Linked DNA regions of Sus scrofa: region 1 is linked to region 2. Evidence: chromatin contacts called from public Hi-C data. All regions are on one chromosome and are shown on one strand. Each heading gives the region's core, a stretch centred on a gene start, on an enhancer-like site or on the middle of the called end of the contact. The rest is flanking DNA. Distances are from core to core; before and after follow the strand shown. Region 1 overlaps PDLIM1 (PDZ and LIM domain 1). Region 2 has its middle 49 kb from the start of PDLIM1.

Region 1 (4,271 bases), core at 841-3,340, 100 kb before region 2:
GGAAACATTTTCTATAAGCAACCACTTGTTTTTTTAGAAATGTTTGCCATTCCACAGAATGTTAACGTAAAAGTTCATAATTGCTTACTTCTTCATTTTCACTAGAAATTAAGGTTTCTAAAAGTTGTCAATTGAAAAAAAAAATAAAACACAACATAAGAGCTGTGAGTTGGGTGTTATTCAGTGTCTTATTGAGAACTGTAACCTGGAAGACAGCCTCTCAGACAGCTCTGAGAAACTTCTCCATAGAGGCAGGGGAGGAGCATATATAAATATATATGAATCTTTTGGTTGGGAAATACATGTAGTCAAGCATGTATCTTGGTAAAAAAAAATTACTTAGTATAAAAAAAAAACCCACAAAAAATACTGAGTTAATGATTTTGGTGCTTACCTATGAATGGGAAGATGCAAGAATCTGAGGTCCTTGAAATTCTTCCTCAGATGTGTATCTTTCTCAGATAAGAATCTTAACTTAGGGGGGCCTCATTCCTTTCAGGAGCCTATGCTTAGTGTCTTATGCACTGTGTTCCAGGTATGGCCTGGATACAGAAGCATAGCTGACCCTAGGGAGGGTGGGCCATTAGAGGTGCCTGTCTAGAAGAGTGACACTGGGGCTTTATCCTGAAAGACTACTGACGCTAACTAAATCAAGAAGTGGAAGAAGAGCATTCCAAATCAAAGGGAATCACTGCATCAAAGTCTGTAATTCTGGCTGTCTTTTCCTCTTCAGGAAGTTGTCCAAAAGTTTAGCCATTAAAGAATGATGCAGGTCAGCTCATTCCTTCCATTTTGCCTTCATTTTAGAGTAAGCATGACAAAAACATAAAATCAGATAACTATGGTAGCCATGAAGCACAAGAAATGAGCCAAATCTGGAGTTCCCTTCGTGGCTCAGTGGTTAAGGAATCCGAATAGGAACCATGAAGTTGCAGGTTCGATCCCTGGCCTTGCTCAGTGAGTTAAGGATCCAGCGTGGCTGTGGCTGTGGCTGTGGCCAGCAGCTATGGCTCTGATCTGACCCCTAGCCTGGGAACCTCCATATGCTGCAAGAGCGGCCCAGGGAATGGCAAAAATACCAAAAAAAAAAAAAAAAAAAAAAAAAAGAAAGCAAAGAAAAAAAGAAATGAGCCAAATCTTAATCTGCTCTTGGCAGGAAATAATTTTATAAACCAAAGGCTGGAGGAAAAGAGGAGTTCTTGGCTACAAAACACAACTGGCACTTAGGATTGTAGTGCTGACTGATATCCTGTTTCATTCAGTTAGGAAATGGATTACCTCGGAGGCTGTGGGTAACAGCCTTAGTAGTAACTTGACACCCTGGTATCTGGACTTCCCTGGAAGGGAGGCACCCTCTATGTAAGACCCATTCCTCAGCAGTAATACTGTTGTTGAACGAGAAAAGACATTTAGCACATTATCTGAGGAAAGGGGCTGGAGAAAGTTCTAAGAATTTATTACCCATTCATCCCCTTCCAATCAATAAATGCCAATCACAGTTGTTACCGTATTTGTAAATGTATCAGGGGAAAAAAATTGCTGTGGTTCAGAGAGCTTTCGTTTTATGTTGATTTGCCCAAACTGTGAAGCTTTAGCCACCTTGCCTTTTATAAACTTAAGAGTTTAAAGATTAATGAATTGAAAAAAAAAAAAGAAAGAAAGAAAGAAAGAAAACCAAGAGCTTTCATATGAAGGTAAGTTTCTGTCTGAATGTTTTGCTTCAGGTTTGGCAGATTAGAAGTGCTTGGGTCTAAACTGGCTGTGGCATGTCCAAGTTTCAGGGATCTGCAGTGTGAAATCCTAGCGTTGCCATCTAACTAGAATCCTTACCACTCAACACTGACAAGCCAGTCCTTTCCTCAATGAAGGGTATTAGCTATTACCTATGTGGTGAACCTTGGTTAAGGGTAGCTGATTTGATCTTTTGGAGGAAGAAGAGTTGATGAAGAGACCCGTCTGTCTCTAGAGTGACTGGGGTGCCACTGTTTGAGCAAAAGACTCCATTAGTGGTTAGGCACCAACATATGACCTGTGGTGACTTCAGATCTCTTACCCAAGGCCCCTTCAAGGCCAGGGTTCCCCGTTTCTTCTGTGAGGAGAAAGCATTTGCCATTTCCCTGAGCAAACTGCAGGTTTAGGGCTGCTGACTATGTTCCTGTGTTATTTCCCATCACAAAGGAGAGGGGTTGTAATGGCAGCAAACCAGCCTGGGGAAGAACTTACTAGGGAGAATTTTAAGGCCAACTCATAAAGCTACCCATCTATTATCTGAAAAGGATTCACTTCCTCAGATAAGTCCCAAAACAGCCAGATGCAAAAACAGCATTTCATTATAACATAACTATCCTGGCAGTTCCTGTCGTGGCTCAGTGGTTAAAGAACCAAACTAGCACCCATGAGGACATGGGTTCAATCTCTGGCCTTACTCAGTGGTTAAGGATCTGGCATTGCCCTGAGCTGTGGTGTAGTTTGCAGATGCAGCTCGGATCCTACATTGCTGTGGCTGTGGCATAGGCCAGTGGCTACAGCTCCGAATTGATCCCTCGCTTGGGAACCTCCATATGCTGTGTGTGCGGCCCTAAGAAAAAAAGACCAAAAAAAAAAAAAAAAACCTATCTTTTTCTATTGGGTGGCCATGTCCACAGCATGCAGAAGTTTCCAGGCCAGGGATCAAAGCAGAGCCACGGCAGGGACCCGAGCCGCTGCAGTGGCCAATACCAAATCCTTAACCCACTGTGCCACAAGGACACTCCATAACTAGCTTTTATTAGCATCAGAGAAAGATAATTTGGAGTAAGCTTCAAATAAATATAAGACCAAAGCTGGTTCAGATACCAGTTTTCTCACACCCGGACGAGAAGGTCTGCAAATCTCAGAGGATTGGGAACCTCAAATCAAGAGGAGAGGCCTTAGAAATCTCATCTGGCTTGAAACAGGAAATAGGATCCATGTCACATGATGAAAGAGACATCACACTGCCTTGGAGTCTATTAATTTATTGAGTAAATATGAAATCATTGTCAGACATACTAAATTCAGCTGGTTCAACTTTGGCAGATGTCCATTTGCAGCAGAGATGAATGGAGGTGAAGAGGAGACACAGTGCCGCTGGCAAGGGGACACTGAGCAGAACCATCTTCTGTTAATTATAAAGGCGGGCATCACACAGCCAGTGTGAGTCAGTTAGCAGAGGGGATGTGACATTTAATGAGCAGAAATCAAACTGAAGTAAACGAGCACTTTCAAGAAGATAGAGGCCCCAGCTTTCAGAGAACAAGACGCCACCAGGGACTCGTAGGAGAAACGTTTGGTGCCAAGCTGCCGGCTCACTTGGGAAACACAGTGACCACGTCGTAGCCCTCGGGTGGAATGACCCGCTCCCGGGCGTGCTTTTCACAGTAGATCTGATCCTCCACAAAGAAATGGCCCTTCTGTTTCAGGTTGGTGCCACAGTCGGTGCACACGTAACACTCAGGGTGGCGGTGACGGTCCCGCAGTTTCACAAACACGCCACTGCGGGGGTGTGGGGGGAAGGAAAGGGGCTCCGTTAGTGACCAGCACCTGAAGGTGGCACCAGGCTGGGGACTCCTCCCAGGGGAACCATCAAAGGACTGTGCCATCAAAGGGCAGATCAGGGCCTCCCAACCGGCCTCCAGGCATGAAGGGGCTTCTCATCCCTGGGGTCCAGAGAGATTACCCCTGAAGCCTCTGGAAGTCCTTCCCACTTCAACAGAGCAGCCTTGCTTTTTCTGGTTTTATATGTTCACACCCTAAGAGTTTCCACGGCCAAAGAAAGCCTTCACCACCTGGCTCTGGGACATAGGACCCCCTTGGCCTCTCTGCTCCATTTCCAGGCAGGATTTTTCTCTCCATCACACCCCAAATGTGCAACATCCAGCACGTTCTGCATTTCCATGGTTTACCTAACCTGCAGGGCCTCAGATACCTGGGAAAGGGAGGTACTCACACAATGCCAGTGCCACATTTGTCACACATGGGCAACTTCTGGGCATTGCCAATCGATGCAGCCACTTTGGTGACTGGAGCCTTAACACTTCTGAATCCTGAGGGCTTGTTGGGATCCCCTAAAATGAGAAAAACATTTGGGTTGGTCAGGAAGGGAAAGATTGCATAAGTATCATTTAGCTCTTTCAGGGTCACTTATTCCAGCAAGGTCGCAGGCACCGGAGTCAAACAGAACTGACTCTGCTGTGCGATTCTAGGCAAGTTACTTAACTTCTGTGGTCCACAGTTTTCTTTTCTATAACACA
Region 2 (4,766 bases), core at 1,862-4,361:
TATTTTTTTTTTAGTGTTCCCTAGTGAGACTATACATTAGCATGTTGTCCACATACTTTGGAGAGGCCCATCAATCAGTTGTAATCCTTTCAATTCCTTTGGTAATGCGTTGCTAAACCAGAGGGGGCTATTGCTAAAGCCTTGGGGTAGCACAATCCAGGTTAGCTGGGAAGTGTCACAAGTGTCTGGACCTGTCCACTCAAAGGCAAAGAGATGAGTGTCTGGGTGCAGGCGAATTCAAAAGAAGGCATCCTTGGAGTTCCTGACATGGCACAGTGGTTAACGAATCCGACTAGGAGCCATGAGGTTGCGGGTTCGATCCCTGGTCTTGCCCAGTGGGTTAAGGATCCGGTGTTGCCATGAGCTGTGGTGTAGGTTGCAGACGCGGCTTGGATCCCGCTTTGCTGTGGCTCTGGCGTAGGCCGGTGGCTACAGCTCTGATTGAATCCCTAGCCTGGGAACCTCCATATGCTGCAGGAGCGGCCCTAGAAAAGACAAAAAGAAAAAGGCATCCTTAAAGTCTAGTTCTGTGGCCAATTTGCATTCTCTGGGACTTGGGTCAGTATGTTATATGCATTAGGGACTATCAGGAACTGGAAGTACTGCTTCACTAACTGCCTTCAGGTCTTGAAAAAATCTGTGCTCTCCACTTTCACTTTTTAATGGGCAGAACCAGTGTATTTCATGGAAATTGGCAGGGTAGTAACAGCCCACATTTTAAGAACTTGGTTATTAAAGCCTGGATACCTCACTGGGCCTTGGTCTTAAGGGATATTGTTTTTTTTTCCACGGGCAATCAGAAGTGGGTTTCAGTGAAATCTAAACTGGGGGCACATAAGTAGCTTGGCCAGGAACCCAGGTGTCCTGGATGGAGGGGTTTACTTGAGAAACAATATGGGGTGGGAGGAAGAGCTCCTCTGGTTTGGGACTAAGGGAGGCTCCCGTGACCAAGAGAAGCTGTTTTCCCCTGGGGGGTCTCCAAATTGATCTCTTGTCTGGATTTGAGCTGAGCAAATCTCTTGCCAACAGGAAGATGAGGTACTCTGGTATGAGCAGAGAATGGCTGCAAAGGTAAAATTTCCAAGTAAGAACCTAAGCAGGTGGGGGAATCAGTTGGCTCTGGGCCATCCATCGATCCCTATTGCTATACAGGACAAGATGGACAAGGGTCCAGAGAAAGCAGTCAGCAAAGAGAAGGCAGCCCCCCATCTAAGGAAAACCTTTGCTACCTGCCACATCAAGGGTTACCCAAGGCTCCTCTGGGAAAATGCCTAGGTGTCCTTTGGGGTCCAGGGAGGGTCCTCGGCCCCCTCAGTCTTTAGTCCACTCGGCCTCCATTGGTTTGGGAGCCCCAATTCCCCTTCGGAACTGGGGCAGTACCTCTTCCAGTGGCCCTCTCATTTTCACCTCCGATTTTCTCCATATAGTGGGCATTCATCCTCCAGACAGCACTTAAAACAAGTCCCTTCTTGGTGGGACAGTGCCTCTGATCCAGATTTGCTAGATGCTGCCCTACCATGGGCTTTCCCAAGGAGTGCAGGATTGGGTATAACCCTGAGGAGGTACAGGGGTTAAGTCTGCCTTTTGTTGTCCCTGAATCCTTTGTGCTTCCTCAGTCCTATTGTTAATACTCCATAGGCCAAGTCCATGAGCTGATTCTTGGGGCTTTGGGGTCCCATAGATCCCTTCTGGAATTTCCTGCTGATATCTGGGGCAGATTGATAAAATGGATATTCACAAGGATGTGGCTTTTGGTGGTATCAGGATTAATATAGGTGTATGACTTCTAAAGGCTTCAACCAGGCAGCCCTGGAAGAGGGCAGTTTCTCATCTTTCCCTGTATCACTTCTCTGATTTTGTTAAATTTAACAGGCTTAACAACACACCACTTCATCCCTTCTATGAGGCAAGTTATCATGTGGTTCTTGGGTTCAAGCCCTCTATCTCCTGTTGGTAGTCCCAGTGGTGGTCTTGATTGGTGATTGCACCCCACTCCCTGTAAGGTCGATTTTATGCCCTTGGAGAGGAGAACTTGTGGGTCCCCCAAGGAAGTTCATAGGAGATTGTCAGCTTGGTGTATTCCTCTACAAACAAACCACAGTCCTCAGAAAAACATTCTCTTTGCAAGTAGCTAGGTCCTCCACAGCCATAGGAAAAGGGACATGGACTCTGATTGTTCTTCTGTCGCCAGCCAGCACTTCCCTTAAGACACAGAGTTTAGTACTGGGAGGCTGGTCGGGATCCCAGCTTCATGTGTTACTGGCAGGACTCACTTTCAATAAAAAGAGGGTACAGGATAGGGCTGGGGTGAGAAGGTGGTGGATTTCCAACAGCCCAGGTGGGGTGCTAGGGGTAGATGATCTGGAAGAATGTCCTTCCTCAGAATTTGGGGGTGGGGGAGTGGGAGTTCTGGGTTGTGGGCCTTGAGGAGCTGGACTCATAAAGGGATCATCTAAACACAACAGGCTTCTGTGGGAAAAGAAGTCACACTGAAGGGGTGTGATCCAGGCCCACCCAGCAAGAGTTTTCTAGACCTGGATCTCAGAATAGGGTCATGAACGTTGGATGTGTGAGACTTCCTCCCATTTACTTTCCTTTTTACAAAATAGGTCCAGCTGCAAGATGGTATTGTAATTCAATTATTTTCTGGCCAGATCCCTTAGTTCCCTAGTTTGTATGGGGGCCATGCAATGTTGCAAAAGAAAACTAATTTCTCTTTTTTTTAATCCATCTTGTCTAAGTTTACCCCAGTTAGCCAATATACATCCTATTGGGCAGTCCTTTGGGGTGCTTGTAGTCGCCCCCATGTTTGGTTCAGATGTCATGATGAGACAGGGGCCTGACAGACCCTGGCCAAATAGTAGTTATCAGTTCTGGTGCTCTCCCAGTGTCCTTGATCTCCCAAAAATATAAAGGAGTGTACAGCTAAGGACTTCAGTGGATGGGACCCCCTTAAGTGGATGTTGCAGAATCAACTTCTCTTGGCAGTTAAAAAGATAAAAATAATTGACCCGATCCATGATTGCCCCTGACTAGAGGGTAGGGAATTAAGCAGAAGAGATTTTTAATCAACTAAGCAGAAGAAACTGGGCTTGTGGCCATCCAGCCATCAGAAAGGGTTTGTTTGGCAAAGGTAGCAGTGAGATCCCCATGAGCTCCCAAAGTCTACCTGTTCAGAAGCCCGAGAAGGCCCCCAAATTCGTTCAGGAGAAGAATACAAGCCAGCAGGAGAAACCAGAATGCCAAGGCCTAAACCCTTCAGAGAGGTGGGGAGGAGACCTAGGCCAAGAATAGGCTAAGGGAATAAATAATCTTCGTTGCCCTGTGAAAGAAAAAACGAAGTAGATGGAGCCCAAAGGGTGGGGTTGGAGTGCCACAAAGTTCTGTGATGATAGTAAGACAAGGAAAAAGTTCCCTCCAGGCTGTGCTCTTGGGATGTTTAGCAAAACAATATCAGAGCAAACATCCAAGGGGACAAAATCCTCTGTGGACTTAGCTAAAGGGCAGGCTAAAGAGGGAAACCTCTGTACAGCCTTGAGACAGAGGCAACACCCAACTTGCTGGCTGAGTAGACAGGGCTGGCTGGAGGATCCAGAGACAGTCTAAGAATTTGAGAGGAGGAAGGGAAAAGCCAGAGTGATGGATCTTGTGAATCTGAACTAAGCTAGGAAATATAAATCTAGGACCGCATGAGGGAGGAGCCCACATGTGACTTCTGCTCTGGGTGCGATGAGGCCATGCGCACAAAGGGAGGGCCAGGGCCTCAGATCTACTGGAGGTCTCCCATATCCTTCCACCTGGGCCCCTGGACACTGTTCCAGGGTCCCAGAAATGGAATGAGACTGGGAATGAGTGGGGAGGGTGAATTGGGCTCAAGGAGCCACGGTGGGGAAACTTAAGTGGCCAATTATTGACCATGGTCTTAATTTGGAGGTCCAGGTGGTTGTCTCATGAATCTTCGGGGGTCCAAAGAGGTAGAGTAATGGAACCAGAAAGCGAGAAAGAGGAGAGCCGGCAGAGAGAAGCCTCAGGCTCAGTGGACTCCTTCACAGCTAGAGAGCTGGTCTCTGCCAGATCCTGTGGACAGCATCAGCTGTCACCGAAGAGGCTACTTGATCTTCATGGGGGCTTGGTGAAGATTATACTCCTTGGGAGTTCTCATCACGGCTCAGTGGTTGACAAATCCAACTAGGAACCATGAGGTTGCAGGTTCTATCCCTGGCCCCACTCAGTGGGTTAAAGACCAGGCGTTGCCGTGAGCTGTGGTGTAGGTCACAGATGGGGCTGGGATCCCGCATTGCTGTGGCTGTGGTGTAGGCCGGCAGCTGTAGCTCCGGTTCAACCCCTAGCCTGGGAACCTCCATATGCTGTGGGTGCGGCCCTAGAAAAGACAAAAAAAGATTATGCTGCTTGAGGTACTCTGATGGTTGCCACAAAAGCTGTGGCGGGAGAGGGAAATGTCACATCCTGGGAGCTGCAGGAGTCCTTAGGATGGACCACCAAGGGAGGGTACTTAGCTTCCTGCAGGATAGAATTCAACAGCCAGTCAGAGTAAAGGAAAAGCAGGTTTATTCAGAGAAACACACATCCCATAGGCAGAATGCAGATATTCTCAGAAAATGAGAGTGGCCTTGGAGCATAGGGTCATAGGTTTTTTTGGGTTATGTAATCTCCATAGGCTAATGGGGTTAATGAGAAAAATGTTCTTACTACTTTGGCGTAGGGTGGGGATTTCCTAGGAATTGAGCCACTGCCCAATTTTTGGC

The links. Hi-C and Micro-C count contacts between places; a contact is called where the count stands out from the background.
Region 1: a contact with region 2 is called in a Hi-C map of omental adipose tissue, with 1.6 times the contacts expected there. The contact joins two enhancer-like sites. A contact is called at or near these places in 1 of 5 promoter capture datasets (liver), 12 of 47 Hi-C or Micro-C datasets (embryonic fibroblasts, fetal heart ventricle, heart right ventricle and 7 more) and 1 of 2 datasets of contacts at active chromatin or transcription factors (skeletal muscle).

The regions. Positions count from the first base shown.
Region 1 is chr14:106,741,156-106,745,426 of Sscrofa11.1, forward strand. It overlaps PDLIM1 (PDZ and LIM domain 1), which reads right to left. Exons shown (of 7, transcript NM_001315778.1): 6 at 3,968-4,085; 7 at 3,165-3,513. The coding sequence ends at 3,327. Among named protein-coding and RNA genes, the nearest start is that of PDLIM1, 50 kb to the right of the region's middle. Within about 2 kb of position 2,091, at least 6 of the 83 cell types and tissues checked have an H3K27ac peak or open chromatin away from gene starts, as enhancers often do. A contact at or near this core is called in omental adipose tissue, where this site is marked.
Region 2 is chr14:106,840,655-106,845,420 of Sscrofa11.1, forward strand. No RefSeq gene overlaps it. Among named protein-coding and RNA genes, the nearest start is that of PDLIM1, 49 kb to the left of the region's middle. Within about 2 kb of position 3,112, at least 1 of the 83 cell types and tissues checked has an H3K27ac peak or open chromatin away from gene starts, as enhancers often do. A contact at or near this core is called in omental adipose tissue, where this site is marked.